2 separate regions of the Mus musculus genome follow, and region 1 is linked to region 2. Evidence: chromatin contacts called from public Micro-C data. All regions are on one chromosome and are shown on one strand. The core of a region is the stretch at or near the end of the contact, and the rest is flanking DNA. Distances in the headings are between cores, read along the strand shown. Region 1 has its middle 61 kb from the start of Gm26144. Region 2 has its middle 150 kb from the start of Gm12511.

Evidence for each region. A called contact is a pair of places that touch in the nucleus more often than the background predicts.
Region 1: a Micro-C map of the HL-1 cell line shows a contact between it and region 2, with 2.7 times the contacts expected there. The contact joins two enhancer-like sites. A contact is called at or near these places in 2 of 484 Hi-C or Micro-C datasets (the HL-1 cell line and cerebral cortex) and 2 of 115 datasets of contacts at active chromatin or transcription factors (embryonic stem cells and pancreatic cancer cells).

Annotation. Positions count from the first base shown.
Region 1 is chr4:56,616,223-56,620,639 of GRCm38.p6, forward strand. No RefSeq gene overlaps it. Among named protein-coding and RNA genes, the nearest start is that of Gm26144, 61 kb to the right of the region's middle. Within about 2 kb of position 1,604, at least 27 of the 459 cell types and tissues checked have an H3K27ac peak or open chromatin away from gene starts, as enhancers often do. A contact at or near this core is called in the HL-1 cell line, where this site is marked.
Region 2 is chr4:55,717,612-55,722,106 of GRCm38.p6, forward strand. No RefSeq gene overlaps it. Among named protein-coding and RNA genes, the nearest start is that of Gm12511, 150 kb to the left of the region's middle. Within about 2 kb of position 2,035, at least 53 of the 459 cell types and tissues checked have an H3K27ac peak or open chromatin away from gene starts, as enhancers often do. A contact at or near this core is called in the HL-1 cell line, where this site is marked.

The sequences.
Region 1 (4,417 bases), core at 354-2,853, 900 kb after region 2:
GGACAAACTGTGGATAACACCTAAGGAATGACACCCAAAGTTATTCTCTAGTCTTCATGAACACACACACAGACACACACACACACACACACACACACACTTGCACACAATGTACACCTTCATACAAGCATACACATAGAGAAAGAACAGAAGAAAATCACCCCATCGAGTTCTCACACCTTCCCATCCTCCTTAAAAGATGTGGAGGAGACTACATGAAGATGGTCTGGATCTAGGAGCCACTGGGAACAAAAGGTGATGTGGGTGACATTTCCCTTCAAATTGTATATATGCCAAGCTCAGCTTGCCTCAACTTGGGTAGGTGGCATCCAGCCTGTGGGTCCCCTTCTAGACTAGACTGCTCTACATTAAGATTCCATGCTCTGCCTCCCTGAACAGACAGGAGCATCATTGGGCCAACAGGAGGAAGCAGGAAAAGTGATGCATGGGGCCATACAGAAATCATGAATTCACAAGGGCCAGAATGGTCACCACCTTATCAGATCCAGTCCCACATCTCAAGAGTCTGCCATATATAGGACCTCAGCAGAAGCATCCCAGACCCACAGCTTGGGAACCATGGGCCTCCACAGCGTATCTTCAACTGCTCTCCACTCACCCTTAAACACCATCAGGAATGAAAGAACACCCCTCCTCTCTAGTTCAGCTGACCTCCAAGTCGTTCTAGTGTCCACAAACTTCCTTTATTGTGTCCTCCCTATTAGCACCCAATAATTTTACTGGCCCCTGAGACACCTACATTAAGTGACAATAGAATAGTTTCAACTCAGCTGTCACTGACACTTTGAAGCATCTGAGGGTGGCACTCATGTCCCATGCCCTCTAAACAACCTCAGCCCTTCAGGGTGGAAGCTCTCCGCTTGTCCGGCCTCTCCTCCTTTAACATCACTTCTGCTCTAGCACCTCTGAACCCCTGCCAAAGCCAGAACAGCTTCCTGTTTGTCATTGAAGATGGGTGCTGGGAGGAGCCTCCCTCCGTGCTCTTTACTCTGCTCCTCGCTCTGGCAGCATGTGTGCCTGGAGCAGTTTGGGAGGATTTACTTTGGCTCACAGTTTGAAGGGCTATCAGTCCATCATGGCAGTTGAAAGCAGGGCAGTAGGAGCTCCTGATGCTGCTGGGTCCCATCTTAGGGATCAGGAAGCAGAGGTCAGAACTGGAAGCAGTCCAGGATACAACCCTCAAAGGTCTGTCTCAAGTGGTCTATGTCACCAGCTAGATATGATATCCCAAAGGTCCCACAACTTCCCAAAACAGCACCACCAAAGGTAAAGAAGTGCTGAAATGTTAGCCTGTGTTTTCACATCCAAACAATTCCCTCTTTGGCATGCCCTGGCAGCTGTGGGCATTCCAAGGACATCTCAGGTCTAGGGATAAAATGTACAAAGGGAGAGAGTGTAAGGCAGAGGCAATCATGGAGGGAAAGACATGTGCTTAGGAAGCAGGAGAAGGGTGTGAAGTGAGGGTAGAAAGGTGCCCCCTCCTTCCCATAGTTCTTCTAAATGTGCACCCAAGGCTGTCACTGGGTTTATCTGCAGAGTATGAAAATTAGATCCTGTGGGGCAGTTAGCTGGAGGATACGCAGATCTGATGTGTTTATCATGGAATGTTCTGACTCACAGGGGAGGCCCCTCCCCCACCAGTCTCTAGCACAATTGAATCGGGTCGGGAAACATTTTTCAGAATTTTCATTTCTGACGTCTTTGCTATCTCTAAATTCCCATCCTTTTGCACGTGCAATAAATATCCACTTTATAATTTATAAGCAAATGGAGATGCAATGCTAATCATAAATATTAATGGAAGAGCAGAGATGACGATGTATGCCCAGTCACGGAGCCTGAAAGAGCATTTCTCTGGGTGGCGTGGCAGTGTGGCAGCCCGTGCTTACCTCCCACTGACACTGAGTGGCTGCACACAACAGTGTTTCTCTCTTTGTAGGGCCTCTCAGCCCTTGGCAGTGTTATGAAGAAGCTGGAGCAGAGGTAACAGATCCAGGGTGAGGGAGAGAACCATTGCCTGCCTCTTACCAGCTCAGATGACGTCAAAGGATTGTGTTCTGTGTTGGAAGTTATACTCTGAAAAACCACCCTGAAATATCATTGCTTTCTTTTCCAAAGTCAGTGACAAACATATCTAGGACACTTGAAACCCTACCAGCAGAGGAGATTAGATAGAACTGGGTGTGTTCAGGCAGCCTGGATTGTGAGATATAGAGGAAATAGTGCCATTTTATAAAGAATCATCTTAAGAGGGAAAATAGGTGTATTCTATGTGGCCCAAGGGTTAGAGCCAATAGGTAGCGTTAAAGATAAGAAGACTCAGACACACCCTGCAGAATGTCCCGAAAGTGCTACCTCCAAAGAGGAACTGAGCTTTCTGGAACCAGAGGTGGGCAAGCACACAAGTCGACTTCTGGTTGAAGGTGCTGCAGAGCAACACATGGGCTGTTGACCTAAAACATGAGCCCTGTGTGGTGGTTTTAGGCGGTAGATGAATGGCTAGTTTATTTCTGTAGTTGTATGGTGATTGAGCCCATGTTCTTAATTCAAATGAGGTTGCGTTCACTTAAGTCAATCAGAATTTAAAAGAAAAGAAAGTCATCCAGAGGTTAGAGAAATGGCTCAGCATTTACACAGCATGCACCGCTCTTCCGGAAGACCTAAGTTTACTTCCCAGCACCCATGTCAGGCAGCTCACAACCACCTATAACTCCAACTGCAGAGGATCCAGCACCTTCCATTGCATTCTGCTGACACTTGCACTTACATGTATATACTCAGACAAAGACATACATACACACAAAATTAAAATAAATTAAACCCTTTGTAAAAAAAAATCACCAAATAAGTAAGAGACGTGCAGACTTAGCAAAAGTCATGACTGACAGCTGCTGGGGCAGTGTGGGCAGGAAGTCCTCCTACCAGCCCCAAGGCCCTAAAAGCAGCAGAGAGTCCCTCCAACACACTCTCCAGCCCAAGGTCACTTTCACTTTCTGTTCACCTTCCCACAAAGCACGGTCCCAAGCCCTCAGCTACTCTGCAAATCACCTTTCACATGTGCAGATCTAAGTAGCAAGAAGTTCAGTTCTTCTCTGGAAGTAGTAGCTCTTCCAGAAAGTTCTGCAGGTTGTGCCTAAATCTTCTGGCCTGTAACTCTAAAGAAGTATCAGCCAAAGTCCCAGGGTAATTGGATCTGCCTGACTCGGAAACAACCCGGTACCTTGGTATCTTTGCTTTCCTCCTCCCCATCCAAACGCACCTCTCTTAGACTCTTGACAATCTGCTTTCCTGTTAGAAGATAGAGCTGTTGAGTAGATGCTCTATCCTGGGCTATTCATACTGCCTCCATCTACAGGAATGTGCCCTTATTGAGTGTTATCTTGTACAGTGTATTTGAACCTCAAAAGGCAAATACCTACCAGAGGTAAGGATATTAAGTTTTAATGCTTAACAGGACTTTTTAGAGAAATTTCTTTTTTGTTCAGGAAGGACTTTTGGGTTCCCCCAAATAATTCACAGTTCTATTAGAATCATATGTTTCCTCTTCACAGTTTAGAAAGCACTTTCAATACCTTTTTTTTTATTCTGATTCTCACAGTAACCCAAAATGAGTCTTGTATTGATTATCTTCATTTGGGGGGGGGCTAGGAAATAAAGATCCAGAGGGGCTGTTTAACTTTCTCAAGGCCACACAGCTTTCAAAACCACACCCAAATAAATCCCTTCATGCCAAACCCATAGCTCAATCCACTGTACCACACTGCCCTCCAGTGTCTCAAAGAAAGGACTATTGCCAGCCATAAGTACAGTATGCAAAGATCCATCTCAGGTTTGAGAGATGTCTGAATTTGGATGCTAGAAGTTAGTTTTAGAGTGATTCTCACTCAGTTCCCTGCTGACCCTCAAAGAGCCAAGAGGTTCCCTCAACTGCCTAAGACATGTAGGGGACATCTGACTGTCCCCTAAATGGGACCATACAAGCAAAGAGCTTCTACAGTCTAGCATGTTCAGTATGCGCTCAACCCTCCATGGACAGTCTGTTGCTACACGTCACGTTTCCATCCGTGGTCCTGGAGAAATCTGAAACAGCTAGCTGAGCTGAGCATCCACACCTGGAACCTATATCCCCACTCCTCACATCGCATCTAAAACCCAAGTGCACACTGCTGCTTGCTTGGCCTTCAGAACTTTTGTGAAATGAATAATTTCAGCAAAACGTATCTTTGTCTAAGACAGTGGCTCTCAACCTTCCTAATGCCGCAACCCTTTAATACAGTTCCTCATGTTGTGGTGACCCCCCCCCAATCAAAAAATTTTAATTACTTCATAACTGTAATTTTGCTACTGTTGTGAATCATTAATGTAAATATCTAAAATTTGACCGCCAAGGGGGTTG
Region 2 (4,495 bases), core at 785-3,284:
TCTTAGGAAGTAGAGGCAGGAGGATTAAAAGTTCATTGTCATCCTTGGCTACAGAGTGAGTTTGAGGCCAGCTTGGGTGACATGAGATACTATCTCATAAAACAAAAATAACACAACTAGTTTGAGAATATGAGTATGTAGAATACATAGCATATATGCAATTTTCAATACTTCTATAAAATAAATATGACATATAGTTGTATCATTTAAATTCTATCCATCATCTATCTATCTATCTATCTATCTATCTATCTATCTATCTATCTATCTCTATCTCTCTATCTCTCTATCTATCTATCTATCTATCTATCTATCTATCTATCTATCTATCTATGTCTTTTCCCGAGAGAGTAGTGATGCTCTGTATTTATGTTACCTAAATATATCTCTGAATCACTATATTTGTAATTAGGATATAAACTTATACTTCTGATAAAGAAAGCATGCGATCTGACATATACACACCTTGTACATACACTTTGTATGTGGGTACATGAATGGCTATATGAATAAGGTTTTCTCTTTAGTTATCATCTGATTTTGAGCATTCTGGCATAGGTAGGCCTGCCTGTCAGTCTTAGGAGCACTGTGCCCTCATAAGATGTGGGGAACATTTACAGCCCCTGAGGAAGCACTCACTAACCCTAGACAGGGAGGTGTTGAGAGAGTTCTTTCTAGACCAGCTGTTCTCTCTTCATGCTCCTTTGACCTCCTCCACTGAATTACCACTTTGTTTTTCTTCTTCTTCTTCTTTTTTTTTCTTGTGATTTTTTTCAACATGGACTCTCAAGATTTTTAATCAGATGAAAATTTTGGTGTGCAGTTCCAGAGAAATTCAGTCCGTATGTTTCAGATTCATTTACAGTTAAATCATCAGAAGTAGTTTTGCAATCAGTGCTTGGCAGCCAGGAGCCTTTTGACATAACTAGAAGTCAAGATGCACTGGGCTGAAGGAGCCAGGCACTTTGGATGCCCCAGGAGGGCCAGTTGGCACCTGCAGTGGCAGCACCAGCAGGGACAAAGCAGGAAGGTGGGGCCTGGGGCGTACTCAAGTGTCGTTTATGTGGAATGGACTCTGGATTGCTGTCCTGTGCTCCGTGGCTCCATGCATAGGCTGGGGTATGAGTCATTCTAACTGGCCTTTCTGTGCTTAACTCCCTCCTCTTGGAGATGAGGATGCCAGTAATAGACTATCTAGAGCAAGAGGAATGCAGATGAGGGAGAGTTCTCTCTTACTGTTTGGATTTTTTCTGGTTAGGTGAAAAATTGTCAACCGTGGAGCGAGGCTTGGTGGTGTACACCTGCAATCTGGGCACTTAGAGGACTGAACTGGGAGCACTGAGCATTCAAGACCAGTCTAGGCTTTATAGCAAGACCCTGTCTCCCCTCCCCCCCCAAGGATGGGAGATTTGGGGATATAGCTCAATGGTAGAGCACCTGCCTAGCACACACAAGGCTTAAGTTCAAGCCCCAGCACTGAAAAAATAAAAACTTAAGGAAATGAAAATTGAATGTATTGTTGTAGCAGTAACACATCCTTCACCCATGGTTTTGTTTTGGATAGTTTCAATTACCTTTAGTCAATTGTTGCCCAAAAATATTAAATGGAAAGTTCCAAAAATCAATCAATCATTCATAGCTTTTACTTAACTTTAATTATATACACTACTATATTTGTTCATTTTAATAGTTGTTGTTAATATGGCTACTTCATAAGCTAAACTTGGTCATGGGTCTCTCTCCATATGTTTACATACATACATACATACATACATACATACATACATACATACATACATACATATAAAGTCACAATATGTTAGGTATAGGTGGCCCCCTTTCTGCAGTTTGAGGCAACCAATGGGGAACTGGGAATCTCACCTATTCTAGTGTGGAGACTATTATAGTTAGGACATTGTATACCAGGGGCTGTGCTAGGTACTTCTCACAGTCTCAGAAGGACCCAGTTAGAATTGGCCTCCCCTTCTCCATCTCTTGTTAATGCCTGACATGCTCTGCACAGATGTTCTTTTGCTCTCCTCTTCCCAGGGCCTCCAAGGCTCCTCTGGTCTCTTTCCATACTCTCTGGTCAGGCATATTCCTTCTATTAGGATTATCAGTCCTTTTCTGCATTTCTGGTCTCCACATTGGCCCTAAACTAAACTTTGGCCCATTATCCACAGTCACGCGGAAACTGCCTAGAGCTTCCCCTCTAAAATTCCATCGTCACCCAGTGCTCCCTGCCTCCTGTTCCCAGCGAATTCCCCTTTCTGCTGTAGCCTTTGATGTGGCTAATAATGGCTACTACCCACCTGGACATGTGAGCCAGGACACGCATCTTGATGAGTCTCTATTTCTTAAATACTTCTCTAGGCTTGTTGCTTTTTCGACTTCAAGCTTTCCAACCTTGCCCCTTCCTCTCCCTTTCCCATAGCTCAGCGCTCAGGTTTCAGCAATGCTTTGGGTAGCAGCAGCAGTGACTTGTCTCTTCCCTCTGGGCTCCCAGGGTGGCTGTCAACATGAAGCTCACAGGAGCTCTAGACACCAGGTTGCAATCATTCCCTTCCTCTGGCTGAAAGCATCTAAGGAATCAGCAGCACCCACCTGGCCGGCCCTTATCTGCGGCCGCCTGCCCCCAGCTCCTGAAGCAGATTCATCCCTGTACCTTAGCTCCATCCGTCAGGGAAAGAGCCTGGGTCTTTGATGCTATGAGAGCCTGAGAAGTCCTGAGTGGTTTCTGATGCTACTTCCAAAGGGTTGCTCTGGAGTGATGTGTACATTGGTTGTTTCACTAATTCAGGGTGTTGAGGACATAAGGCACAGTGGTGCCCCTTCTGTACCACCTCCATGCCGGCTTCTGAGGACCATATTAAGAACATATTAAGAACATATTAAGAACATATTAAGTACAGTGACAAACCTAGCTTCTGTCATAGGCCATCTGTGCCTGGTCTTATTGGCCATGTAAGTTCAAAGACACATTGAAGCAGGCACATTTGGGACATTTTTGAAGGGCAGAAAGCCAGCTTGGGGTAGGCAAGGTAGGGTTTTTATGTGTGATCATGTGAGCTCTCACATGTGTGAGTGTGTGAGTGTGTGTGTGTGAATGTGGAGGGTAGAGGTCAAGTTTGATGCCATTCTTCTGACACTATCCACCTTTTTTTGGGGGGGTGGGGGTGAGGGTTGGGACATGATCTCTTACTGGGACCCAGGGCTCTCAATTAGGCCACACTGGCTGCCCACCATGCTTTAGTGATCTGAGTGTCTCTGCTGTCCCAGTGCAGGAATTACAGGGCAAATGCTTTGCTCGCTGAACACTCCCCTCAGTTCCACACACACGCAGATTGTTCTTTAAACCCTGCTCAATCTTCCCTCTCCATGACTTGGGCAGCTACACCTGAGTCCCAGCTAATCCTGTGAACAGTCTCAGGGCAGCTGGGGGTTTCTCTCAGGAAGTTGATGCATAGAAGTAGGTAACAGATCCCTTGACATTTTGACACGAAGAAGAGAGGGACAGAACATGGCTAAGTACCTTCAATGAGCCTAGCCCCTTGTCAGAGACATCCAACTGTAATGGGAATTCAATTGAGCTCATAAGAAGTGATAGAACTTCCTGAACAGTCCTGTAAACAAGGTGGGGCTAGGGGCTCTGAGCATCAAAAAGCTCTTTGTAGGCTCTTCGGAGAACACCCAAGCAAGCTACACATCGTCGGGTCAACGAAAACCAAGCTTTGTGAGAAGGAAGATCCTGGGAGAAAATGGTTTGAATATCCACTTCAAGTCAGTGGACATCAGGTTAAACTGCTGTTGGTGCAAGCTGCAGAGGCACAGGGGGATAGGGAAACACACGGGATCTGGGGTGGGGCTGGGGCATTTATTTACAGCAGATTTCAGATCGTGAATAGGTGTTTTCTGGTCAGTGAAGAGAGGAAAGCAGTAATATATGCCATCATGTTTAAAAGCTTTTCAGTAGGTTCAGCATGACTGTGGCCATTGGGAGGAGTGGATAGCAATAAGACTCTAGAGAGCCCTAGACAGACTAGCAGGTGTAGGAGCCGACAAGCCAGGGCCGTAGCCTTATACTGAGGAGGGCTCTGACCAAGAGGAGATGCTTTTCCTGTCCCAAGTTGACTTGAACCCAGACCCTATGCCCTTCTATTTCCTGTTTCGTCCCTGATTAGCATAAGCAAGTGACTCTCTAATTTGGGAACTGTTCCAAGAGCACACAATGCTAAAACCCCAACAGAAAGCTGGGAATTTCAAAAAGAGGCATGCCCAGGCAGGGACCCAGCTCCTGAGGGATGGGTGGACAGGAGGAGGGTTGACAGGAAGCCAGCTCAGACCTCTCTTTAAGCTGCTTCTCCTCTGGGGGGAATTGGGGTGTGTGTGTCTTGTAGCAAATATTTGTCACCAGAGGGAAATCTTGGCTGGCCTCAGGATCGCAGATAATTAAGAGATATGATTTATCACTGGCAATGTCTCCAGGCCTGGCCAG